Regions from separate parts of the Gossypium hirsutum genome. Here region 2 is linked to region 1. A link is a contact called in public Hi-C data. All regions are on one chromosome and are shown on one strand. The core of a region is the stretch at or near the end of the contact, and the rest is flanking DNA. Distances in the headings are between cores, read along the strand shown. Region 1 holds the start of LOC107922386. Region 2 holds the start of LOC107922254 (histidine kinase 3).

Region 1 (5,623 bases), core at 1,399-3,898:
AAAGACGGCTTACGATAAATAATGGGAAAGAGAAGTCATCGCTTCCCCTTAGTAGGACAGGAAGAATATGCCGTAAAACCAAAAGCAGCATGAACTACAGATTAAAAGCACAACAAATTAGAAAAAGAACTTGAACACAAATATAGTCACACAATACTTGGTTTTTTTTTTCTTCTTAAAGATTAAAACATGAGTACAATATGATATGACAGTAATGTTTCCATATAATATCATACAATTCTTATATGTCAAGCGTGTCCAAATCTGTCGGACATTGGTAAGCAGCGGCCTGCCATGTCAATCTAACAAGTTAAAACAGATTTTTCCCAAGGGAGAGGGAGAGAGACTTACAAGTATTGCAACCATACGGTAACCGGTTAAGCTTCTTGTAGTCGAAGCTAAATATTCATCATAGCGAGAATCCAGTAAGCTGTGATCTGTTGAGACCACTGCTATAAAGCCAGAATTGTTTAACTCCCTCCTAGATATCTCCCAATTGCCCCTGATTTCATAATAAAAAAGAAAGGCATAAAGGTTACTTATTCATAAAACTCCACAGAAAAATGAAGCACTTTAAAATCTCTTAATTTGACTAGAAGTGCTTAGTTAATGCCTAAAACAGTTAAATTTCAAACAAAACTTACCTGAAGTTCATTGGAATACGCCCAATATGAAACAAGGGAGGTGGCGCGGTATAACCTGGCCTGAATTGCTGTAATGCAGAAGATGTATGATCACATAAATTTAGGTAAGAAACTATATATCAATGAAGAATTCGAGCTCCATACCACTTTAAGAAGTTGGAGTTAGAAGGGGGAAAAAATGCTTTAACAAGAACCCTGGGTCGTGAATGTAAAATTATGGTACCTGATGGCATATTTCACAGGTAGTGTTGCCCTTCTCATTGCACCATCTCTGTACACATCTGCGATGCGCATACTGTAATTAAAATAAAAAGGGTTAGTAGAAAAATCAAGCTTCAACTAATCAGACTAGCTAAACCCTTCAGAAGGAAAATGCATATTCACAGGTTCCCCTAGACTGGATTCTTTAAAAAGATTTACTGAAAATGAATGAGTATTGAAGGATATAGGAGCCCGATTGAAACTGATGATGTATTCAAACTTCTAAGGAGCAAAAACTACACAAAGTTCATCACATCATTCACCTAAAATTGGGAACAAAATGTTGTCAAAGTTGCAAGGCGCACTCTAGGCACTAGAACCCTTATATTGCATGAGGTGCAACGTGCAACACAAAAGTGCTCATATGAGTGAGTAAGGCGATATATGTATATGTGTAAGGCTAAGATATATAATTATAATACGAAACTCTAAAAGAGTGATCTAATTTGTCTATAAAACATGCAAAAGTTTCACTTATGTTATCAAGTGCGGCGCCGTGAGAACACTGCAAATCATTATAGTGAAAATTTTGTGGGGTTATCTTAATATACATAACATTTACAGATATATTCAAATTCTGAAAAATTATAATCAAATAAGCACCAAACTAACCTTCAAGCTGCCACAGCAAGCACAAGGGGTCTCCATATTCGAGTCTACATCCTCATCTTGGCATATCCTACATTCAACAATTTCCCCCAGGGAGGATAAATTCAACTTTGGAGAAGAGTTGAATACCTTAGTGTCATCAACCACTGATGCAGTGGCCTGAAAAGACCGGTTCCTGCTTTCAATTGCAGCTTCCAATGTGGATTCGGTTATCAACCGGTCCACTAGTAATACAAAATGATCCCCCATAATCAGATACAAAAATGAAAATTCAACAATCAGCTTTAAACAAGCCAAAGACAAGGCAGGAATGGTTTTGATCAAGTTCTCTTGTTTAATTTCCTGCTGTGAACAACAACTACAAATGATTAGAAACAATCAAAAACTTTCAAAATTTAGGTGTTAGTATATAAGATTTAAGTTCATATAAGGCCCCTCTCAACTGCGGAACTGAAACCAGGAGAATTGGGGACACCCTAACAAGTGCATGTAATAAAGTATGGACAAAAGCACCTCATAGAGAGTTAAGAAGAAATTTTCTCAGAAACGAACAGCATCAAAAGCTCAACATATTGGAGCAAATACAGATATAAAAAGTTTAAAATTTTGAAAAGGTTAAGCAGAGGAGGAAAAGGGAGAGATGAAAAGAAAAAGAGGGGCTTTTTGACAGGCACTTAATACAAATGCCTAGGAACAAGAAAACCCACAAAAGCAAACAAATTGGCATGAAGCCATTGAAGAAAATACATCCAAAAACATTCTAAAGAAAACAGAATGAAGAAAGGGAAGTACCCAAAGAAGCCAAAAAGACAAAAAGAAAGGAAAAGAGGAATGAGAGGGAAAAAGGTAGCAATAACAAAGAGGGCAAAAAAGAGAGAGTGCTTTACGATTACAAGAGCATTAAAGCATAAAAGAAAAGAGGAAACTTACAAGAAAGGGATCGTTTTTCTTCAAGCAAATGTATGGGGTTTTGAGGTAAATAAGAATGTATTGGAATCCGGTGTTTCAGTTATTATATATGGGATTTCATGTCTGTTATGATTTTGGTGAGGGAGGAGGAAGATTCTTGAGCCACCACCCCGCATTTCCCGTTTTTATATTTTAAGAACAAGTACAGGTTTTTGCACTACCACCATCTCTTTCTTAATTATATAGGATAATATGGGGTCAATATTGACGGACTAAGATGTAGACGTGTTCAAGTTGGGCCAGGCCCATTTAACTTTCTCTTTCTAAAATGAGATCAAATCAATTCAAATTTGTGTTAATTTTCCATTTTCTTTATGGGAAAACGCTACAGACTGGACTAATGCGTGTGGAAATTTAAAACGTATATATATAAAATTTAGTAATTTGATTTGTGCGGGTTTAAATCCCACCATATACATATTTTAATTGATTTCTATTAAAATGAAAAGACTAAAGTACTCTCGAATAATAATAATTTCGTAATTTCTTAACCGAATTGAGAGCAGTCAATGGTTTAATAAATACTATAAAAATCAGAATTCTTTTTTTAACTAATTTATAAACACATTTAAGTAACAATGACATAAACATTAATTATAGATTGCAAAGTCAATTAAAAATAAAACATTTAAAGCATTAAATCTGTTGTGTTTTTTGAGTAATTTGTTTAGGTTTGTGGAGACTTCAGATAGTTTTTTTTTTTATTTGTCGGACGGGGTTGGGTTTGTTTACCTAATTTAAAGTACTGTTCATTATAAAATATTAAGACTTCAAATCTATGTTAAATAATTAAACTTTTAAGATGATGTGACATGAAAAAGGTTTAATTGATTTTTAAATAAATTTATGAGGGCTTAATTTATTTTTCAATTATTTTACGAGGGTTTAATTAATTTTTAGTACAAGTGCCAAACGAACGGGTTAGGACAAACTCGAGTCGAGCTCTTTTTGAGCTTATATTATCTCGAGTTCAGATCAATTCAGGCTTGGATATTTTTGGGTTAGACGTTTTCTCAGACTCGATCCTTTTTAGATTCGAATCTTTTTTAGCTTGAATTTTCTCGGATTTGAATCAATTTTGGTTGGACAAGCTTAAACATATTCAAATAATTTTGATATTTTATAAAATATATTTCAAATGTAACAATTAATTTACTTTTACACACGATGATAACACAATAAAAAGTCACTTAATATAAAGCAATAATTTTATATAGATGTTTTATTTTAATAGAAATGTTATCTATAACATAACTACACAATACTTATTACATGTAATGTTTGTAAGTAAAAAATTCTTAATGTCACGTCTACAAATTCAACAAAAATATTATTAGTGTTAATAAAATAATTTAAAAAATTAAACTATTTTTCCACTCCAATTGCCTAGTCATCATTTTTTCATGATAATTGCCACATCATCCCATGTTAGATGCTTTGACGGAAAGCTATATTTTGGAGGCTCAATTTATTGCTAATTTTCAATTAAGGACTTAAATTATTGTAGTTTTTTTTATTAGAGTTTTAATTTATTTTTAAAAATATTTTTTTGAAGCTTTCTATAATATAATAATAGTTGTATATATGTATCAATAGTTTTATTCATAATTATATACTATATTATTATATTGTGTAATAGTATATCATCTTTTGTAGTTAGCTATTACAACTAACTTACCTAACCAAATCGAGCTAGTTCAAGCAAATTGGGTGGTAAATTCAAATTTTATTTCAATAATAGTTATTATATGTTGTAACGAGCCGATTTTAAACGGTGTTGGAAAACACAATTTTAAAGCAGATTTTGTAATTTGAATTAGTGAATTATTAATTGAAGAGTTGACATATCTAGTATGAGATTATAATAGTGAATTATTGAGCAATTAAATTGAAAATGTTGTTAAATATAGTACAGGGACTAAATTGCAAATGAGCCATCACAAGTGAGAATTGATTAAAGAAATGTGTGAGGCTTTATTTGGCAATTGATCCAAGGACCATGTTGATATATTACCATCATTATTCCATAGTTGAATGAATTTATCTCATTCATCCAATTCCACTAAATTAATTAATGATAGATAATAACCATCCGTTTAAGGCTTAATTAAGTTTAATTATTTTGCTAATATTTTTATATATATTAAGTGAGTGGAAAAGAGAATGGATGATATCTTCTTCCTCATACCAATTGTTGTTTATGCTAAGAAGAAAGAAAAAAAAAGTTTGTTAGTTTTCCTCACTTTTGTCGTTCCAAATTACTAGAGCTAAAGACAATGTTGGGAAGTCGAGGGATAATGGAGAGGCGAAGGTCGTAGATGAGTAGCTCCATTTCGGTCTGCGCTATCGTGATTTGATTTAAATGTATATCCTATTAAGTAGCAAATTGAATAAGGTAAAAATGTTTATTTGTCTCATGATTGGTAAGTATAGTTGTGATATGATGACTATTGTATTTTGAATATTTATGTGAATGAGTTCATGTTACAATGTAATGATAAATGTTTAGAAATAGATATATGAAATGTATGTTATATGATTATGTGATTGATATAAGACATGCTGGTATACCAATCACACATACATGTGTCATATGAAAAATAAAAATAAAAAAATCAATTAATTTAAAATGTGAGTTGAAAGGAATAATATAAGTAAAAGAAATGATTAGATAATTCAACATGCTAAGGTCTTTTTACGGTCATTTTTGTTATTAAATTATCAGATAATCCATTTTCACAGTAATTCACACATTTTAAAATTTAAACTACTCTTCCTTCCCCTGAAATTGTTTCAACATTTTTTTAGTTCCGTTTTTCTTCTATAAAATCAAACTGAGTTACCAACCAAATTTGCAAACAATTAGGCCTTAACAAAAGCAAAACGCTACTTTAAGAAGGATTTTATTTTATTTTATTAAAGGAATAAAAGTAAACCAATAAAAAAAATTAAAATTAAGGGAAAATATATAATTCCCCTCTGTATTTTGGGTTCAATTTTGAAAAATCTTCCAAAACCCTATGAATAAATTAAAAAATTTTCAACATATTCATATTCTAATTTGATAGGTCGAAAGATTATACAAATGTAGCGATTAATGAGAAATGAATCACATTGAGAATTCCGAATGGTGAAAAAGA
Region 2 (5,623 bases), core at 1,306-3,805, 360 kb before region 1:
TTACTGCTGACAGTCTTCCCTAACCCTATCTCCCCTCCTCCCTTTTTTTTCCCAAATCCAAAATCAAGGCATCAAGCTACCTCCGTCCTCCACCGATCCACCTCCACCGGTCCACCCCCAGTCTACCTCCGGCCCTCCACCCAATTCCAGAATCAAGCATTTAAGGGTTTGTTTATTCCCGAATCGCCAACAAATTCGTATTTAAGGTAAACCGTTTGTTTACTCATTGATGTTCATGATTTTTTTGCGTTGTATTTTGATTTTTTGGGTAATAATGTTGCTAATTTTAACTTTTGCTTTACTATTCAACAGTCTTCCAAATCTCTAACCCTATCGTGCCCTCCTCCCTTTTTTTCCTAATTCCAAAATCAAGGCATCAAGCTACCTCCACCGAGCACCGATCCACCTCCACTGATCCACCTCTACCGGTCCACCTCCAGTCCTGCTCCCAGTTCCAGAATCGGGCATTTAAGGGTACAAAGACTTTTTATGTTAATTATTTTCTTTGTGGGTAATAATTTTGATTTTTTGTGGAAAGTAGTAGATATATTGATTATTGAATAATGATTTTTTTTCTTTTTTCTTTTATAATCTGAATGATGGATTTCTACGATTCTAATTTCTATGCCCTGAGAATGGTTTTTCGTTGTATTTTGCTTAATTTTTGCGTTTTATTTTGCATAAGGTAATGTCTGTGGAAAGAAGTAGAGATATTGAGCATGTTTTGGGATGACTCGGTATTTTGAGTTTAGGTGATATGAGCATGTTTTGGGATGACTCAGTATTTTGAGTTTAGGTGATTTGAGCATTTTTTGAAAGCCTACAACTTAGTCAATAGCAAATCTCAAGTTGCTGATGTTATACTTTTATGAATTTCTTATGTTCTGTTCTAGAGGATTTGATGGTTATTTGTTGGTCACTAAAATAATGCTCATATTTACTATACTAAAAGAATTTAAAAGACAATTATACCTTAATAGTATTTGTTATTGATGTATGAGGAAAATGTAATTAGTCAACTATTATGGAAACATGTATTATTTAGACTGATTTTATGTATCAGTTACAGTGATTTTAGAATCTTAATTTTTTAGGAATCATTTTACCTTGATCTTAGAATTGATTTAGAGGATTTCACTTCAAACTTTAAACCAACAGCCCCACTGGATGTGGGAATACTTAAAAAGTATCTATATTGCATTTAGAATAAACTCAACTTTAGTACACAAGTGGCCAGAAAAGAAAAGGAAATAAAAAACCTTAGATGCTGCATGAATGATGCATTTGGTGTATTGCAGGGGCCTGGAAAGGATAACTCTTATTTCTTTTCTTCTTTTTTTTTTTTTTTTCTGAATGTCAGATATGATAACTTTTATCCAAGAACACATATGATGCTCCTTTAAAAGGAGGATACGAGTACCAATTTGGCTTCTCATACAATGTGGCCTAGGAGAAGCTATCCTCTTTATTCCTTCAAATCTGATCATCTTCATAATCCACTTCAATAAATACACCACAAATGGTGGGTGAAAAGGAATGTTGAATGATAAGATAGCAACATATGCATATGACTTGGAAGAAAAGGAGAGGAAATACTTGATGTACTTAAGATATGTGGTTTAGAATTACTAATCATGTAGGTCATATATTTGGATCCATATTTATTGATTAAGTTTTTAGTATATAAGTGCCAACAGCTCCGTAAACTATCAGCGATTCAGAGTTCATTTTGCTAAGCAAACCATTTTCTTATAAAGGGCTTTGCTAACAAGCATGTTTATGGCACTCTTTAAAGTTAGTAAATGTATTATTTATAATAACATTGTATCATGTGCAATAGTTGACAAGTTTATTCATCATTTCTAATGCTTCAGAAGATATTACTATATATTAGCAAAATCCTATTACAAAATGTAATTTGTAGACACAAAGCATTTGTTATTTAAAATATACCACTATTCACTTTATGTAAGAATATATTATTTAAAATATTCAAAACTGTTTTATTTGGCCTACAAATATGTAACAATTCGCAAAGCTGTTTGAAGTTTTTAAGAAATCATTAACAATTCGTAAAGCTGGTCATAATTAATTAAATAGTTAGTGAATTCTAATCTAATGGTGATTAATTAAATAGTTAGTGAATTCTAATCTAATGGAAAAATAAGTAATTTTATTTTATTTTTTTGTTCATTATATGCTTATCAAATATATTGAAGTATTGTATTAACCAAATCATTTATTGAAGTATTGTATTAATTATGGCAATTAGCTTGATATGTATGTATGCATAGTCATGGTAACCAAATCATTTATTGAAGTATTGTATTAATCATGATAATTAGCTTAACATATATTAATATATGTAAAAATAACTTTTCCGAAAAATATTTTCAAAAAATTTATAAACAGCAAAAAATATTTTACAGAGATTCAATCAAATACCAGAAAATATTTTCCAGTAAATTATTTTACAGAAAAATAAAATATTTTTCATAAATCATTTTCTGAAAAATATTTTACTGACCCTAAATTCAATAATCCAAAATAGGTTAAAAACTCTATCGTCTTCTTGATCTAATGTTTTTGACTCAGATGGCAATTTCGAAAAATAAGACGGCTCCTAATCTCAAAAATGGGTACAGAAGTGGAATAAAAAAGAAAAAGAAATTATGTTAATTGGTATAGAAATTTGTTTTCATACAGAGCAGCAAAGGGTACTTTTGTTATCATAAAGTACAGCCAATCCGAGAATAGATCTCATCTGTTATATTATTTTATATTTAAAGACAAAAATTAATAATATATACTGGTAGTACCGGTACTACAGTGTTGTAGTAGTATAATGTATAATTTGTGTTTGGAATTAGAAACTCAGAATCTTGAGGGGGGTTTTGATTCTTTTTTGTGGTTACTGTGAAAATTTTTCCTTTTTATCTTCCTCAATTCTGGGTTTTCTATTTTGCCATCCTCAGTTAGAAAGCTATATTGCTGGATAAGATAAGCATCTTTTTTTCTTTCCCTCACGGTCTAAGGCCTTACAGTCCGTCACATAGTAAATTTGGAGTTTGCTGGGAGAGGGTTCTTCTTATCCCAAGGTTCTTAATTTTCTGTTGATGCAGAATTTTACTACACAGTTTCTATAGATTTGACAGTGGGTCTCTGTCTTTAGCTGGAATTAAGAAGGAAGTGAGACCCACAATTGGTCACTGTTTCTTGGATGAGTTTGCTCCATGTATTTGGGTTTGGTTTAAAGGTGGGGCATCTGCTTTGGATGTTATATTGCTGGGTAGCATCTATGATTTCCGTGAACTGGTTCATTAATGGTGAATTTAAGGGCGCTGAGGCAGTTCTCCTTGGTCATAGTGGTAGCAAGATGTGGTTGAAATGCTGGGACAAGTTCTCAAACTATAGCTTCAACATCCACCATCAATATTATCAGTATGTGGGTTCCAAGAGAATTAGCAAGACTTGGTGGAGAAAGCTCTTGTTTTCATGGATAATTGGTTGGATTTTGGCTTCTATTTCTATATTCTATTATATGAGCTTTCAAGCTACCGAAAAGAGGATGGAGACATTGACTAGCATATGTGATGAGAGAGCTAGGATGCTGCAGGATCAGTTTAATGTAAGCATGAACCATATCCAGGCCATCTCCATTTTGATCTCAACTTTCCACCATGGCAAAACCCCCTCGGCTATTGATCAGGTAAATTAATATCCTCATCTTGTAACTTTTAGTTAAGATAGATGATTATGCATTTCCTTTGCTTTATTGATCAGGATCAGTTTATCAAATAATGATCTTGTTAACTTGATAGCCAAACCAGGTCTGAGTGTTTGTAGTTAGGAATTATGATCCTTCTTTTTTTTGGATAACAAAGGGAACTCACTTTAATCACATCTAGAGGACTTTTGCGAGGTATACGGAACGAACTGCTTTTGAGAGACCTCTTACAAGTGGTGTGGCTTATGCTGTAAGGGTGCTCCACTCGGAAAGGGAACAATTTGAGAAGCAACAGGGCTGGACTATTAAGAGGATGGATACCCTTGAACAAAACCCAGTTCATAAGGATGACTACAATCCTGACCTCTTAGAACCATCGCCCATTCAGGAAGAATATGCTCCTGTTGTCTTTGCGCAGGATATCATATCACATGTGGTTTCTATTGATATGCTGTCAGGACAGGTTAGCTCTTTTACTATCTAAAAGCTTATTGAGAAACCCAAGGATCCTTGGATCACTTGTATTAAGCTTAACTCGACTGAAGATTTAATTGTACTACTTTCTAGTTAGGAAGAATAAAATATTTTCAATCTCTCAAGAATTTTGAATTCATTATTAATTACACTCTTCAGTTATGAATACTGAATTTCTTGTGTACCGATAGGAGGATAGCAAGAATGTATTGTGTGCAAGAAAATCAGGAAAAGGGGTGCTAACAGCTCCATTTAGGCTACTCAAAACAAATCGTCTTGGAGTTATTTTGACATTTGCGGTCTACAAGAGGGATCTGCCGTTGAATGCAACTCCTACTGAGAGGATTCAAGCTACTGACGGGTATGTTTTCAGTATGCACAAAAAGTAGGAATGTCCAATCAATGTCTCCTCCTTTTATAAAAATTAGTGGGAAGATGAATTCCTTAGGCTTCTCATCTCTGAAACCACATACATACATGAAAAAGGTAAAAGTTGCAATGGCTTACAGACATCAATGAAAATAATGCCTTGTTAAAAAGGGTGAACCAAGCTCTTTTCTTTTTAAACGAGATCCCTGATAGGATGCTCTAGTTAATGGCTCTGATAAGATGATCTCAATCAGGTATCTTGGTGGAGTGTTTGATATTGAGTCACTTGTGGAGAAGTTGCTACAACAGCTTGCAAGTAAACAAACAATCCTTGTGAATGTGCTGGATACAACTAATCAGTCGTACCCTATCAGCATGTATGGCTCGAACGCATCAAATGACGGGTTGGAGCATGTCAGCCTCCTTAATTTTGGAGATCCATTCAGAAAGCATGAGATGCGCTGCAGGTAGTTCATAGATTTTCGATTGCCCAGATTTCACCTTCTCTTTGATATGGGCCTTTGCAAGTGCGTGTCAACCTTTATATAACATGGACTGTTATCTACACCCATAAAACAAGGTTGTTTAATCTTCAAGAGATGTTCTAAATTGTTTTCCTTCTTTCTTCAAGAAACCAAAACATTTTAAAAATAACGTAACTTGAATATAAATCTTGGATTAATTTTGTTTTTATTCTAGGTTTAAGCAAAAGCCACCATGGCCATGGTTAGGAATAACCACTTCAATTGGCATCCTTGTGATTGCATTACTTGTTGGGCATATATTCCATGCAACAGTAAATCGAATTGCCAAGGTGGAAGATGACTGCCATAAGATGATGGAGCTTAAAAAGCAGGCCGAGGCAGCTGATGTTGCCAAATCTCAGGTATATGACATCTGAGTTATACTCTTAAAGCATTCTGACCTCTTACAGACATTTGGTCCTAATTAATTGTGACCGTTTTGCAGTTCCTTGCAACTGTTTCCCATGAGATCAGAACCCCAATGAATGGTGTTCTAGGTGAGTCTTGAAGCTTTAATTTATTTCTATAA

What was found. Hi-C and Micro-C count contacts between places; a contact is called where the count stands out from the background.
Region 2: a contact with region 1 is called in a Hi-C map of fibers, with 3 times the contacts expected there. The contact joins the promoter of LOC107922254 here to the promoter of LOC107922386 in region 1. A contact is called at or near these places in 5 of 34 Hi-C or Micro-C datasets (fibers, leaf, petal and 1 more).

The regions. Positions count from the first base shown.
Region 1 is chrD01:48,855,268-48,860,890 of Gossypium_hirsutum_v2.1, reverse strand. LOC107922386 reads right to left here and starts at 2,648. Exons shown (of 8, transcript XM_016852401.2): 1 at 2,445-2,648; 2 at 1,518-1,859; 3 at 868-939; 4 at 645-712; 5 at 352-502; 6 at 14-94. The coding sequence starts at 1,763.
Region 2 is chrD01:49,219,636-49,225,258 of Gossypium_hirsutum_v2.1, reverse strand. It overlaps LOC107922254 (histidine kinase 3), which reads left to right and starts at 2,555. Exons shown (of 11, transcript XM_016852186.2): 1 at 2,555-3,709; 2 at 3,909-4,190; 3 at 4,393-4,562; 4 at 4,825-5,037; 5 at 5,270-5,456; 6 at 5,540-5,591. The coding sequence starts at 3,221. LOC107921906 (a long non-coding RNA gene) reads left to right here. Exons shown (of 3, transcript XR_001691136.2): 1 at 1-206; 2 at 313-474; 3 at 1,361-1,859.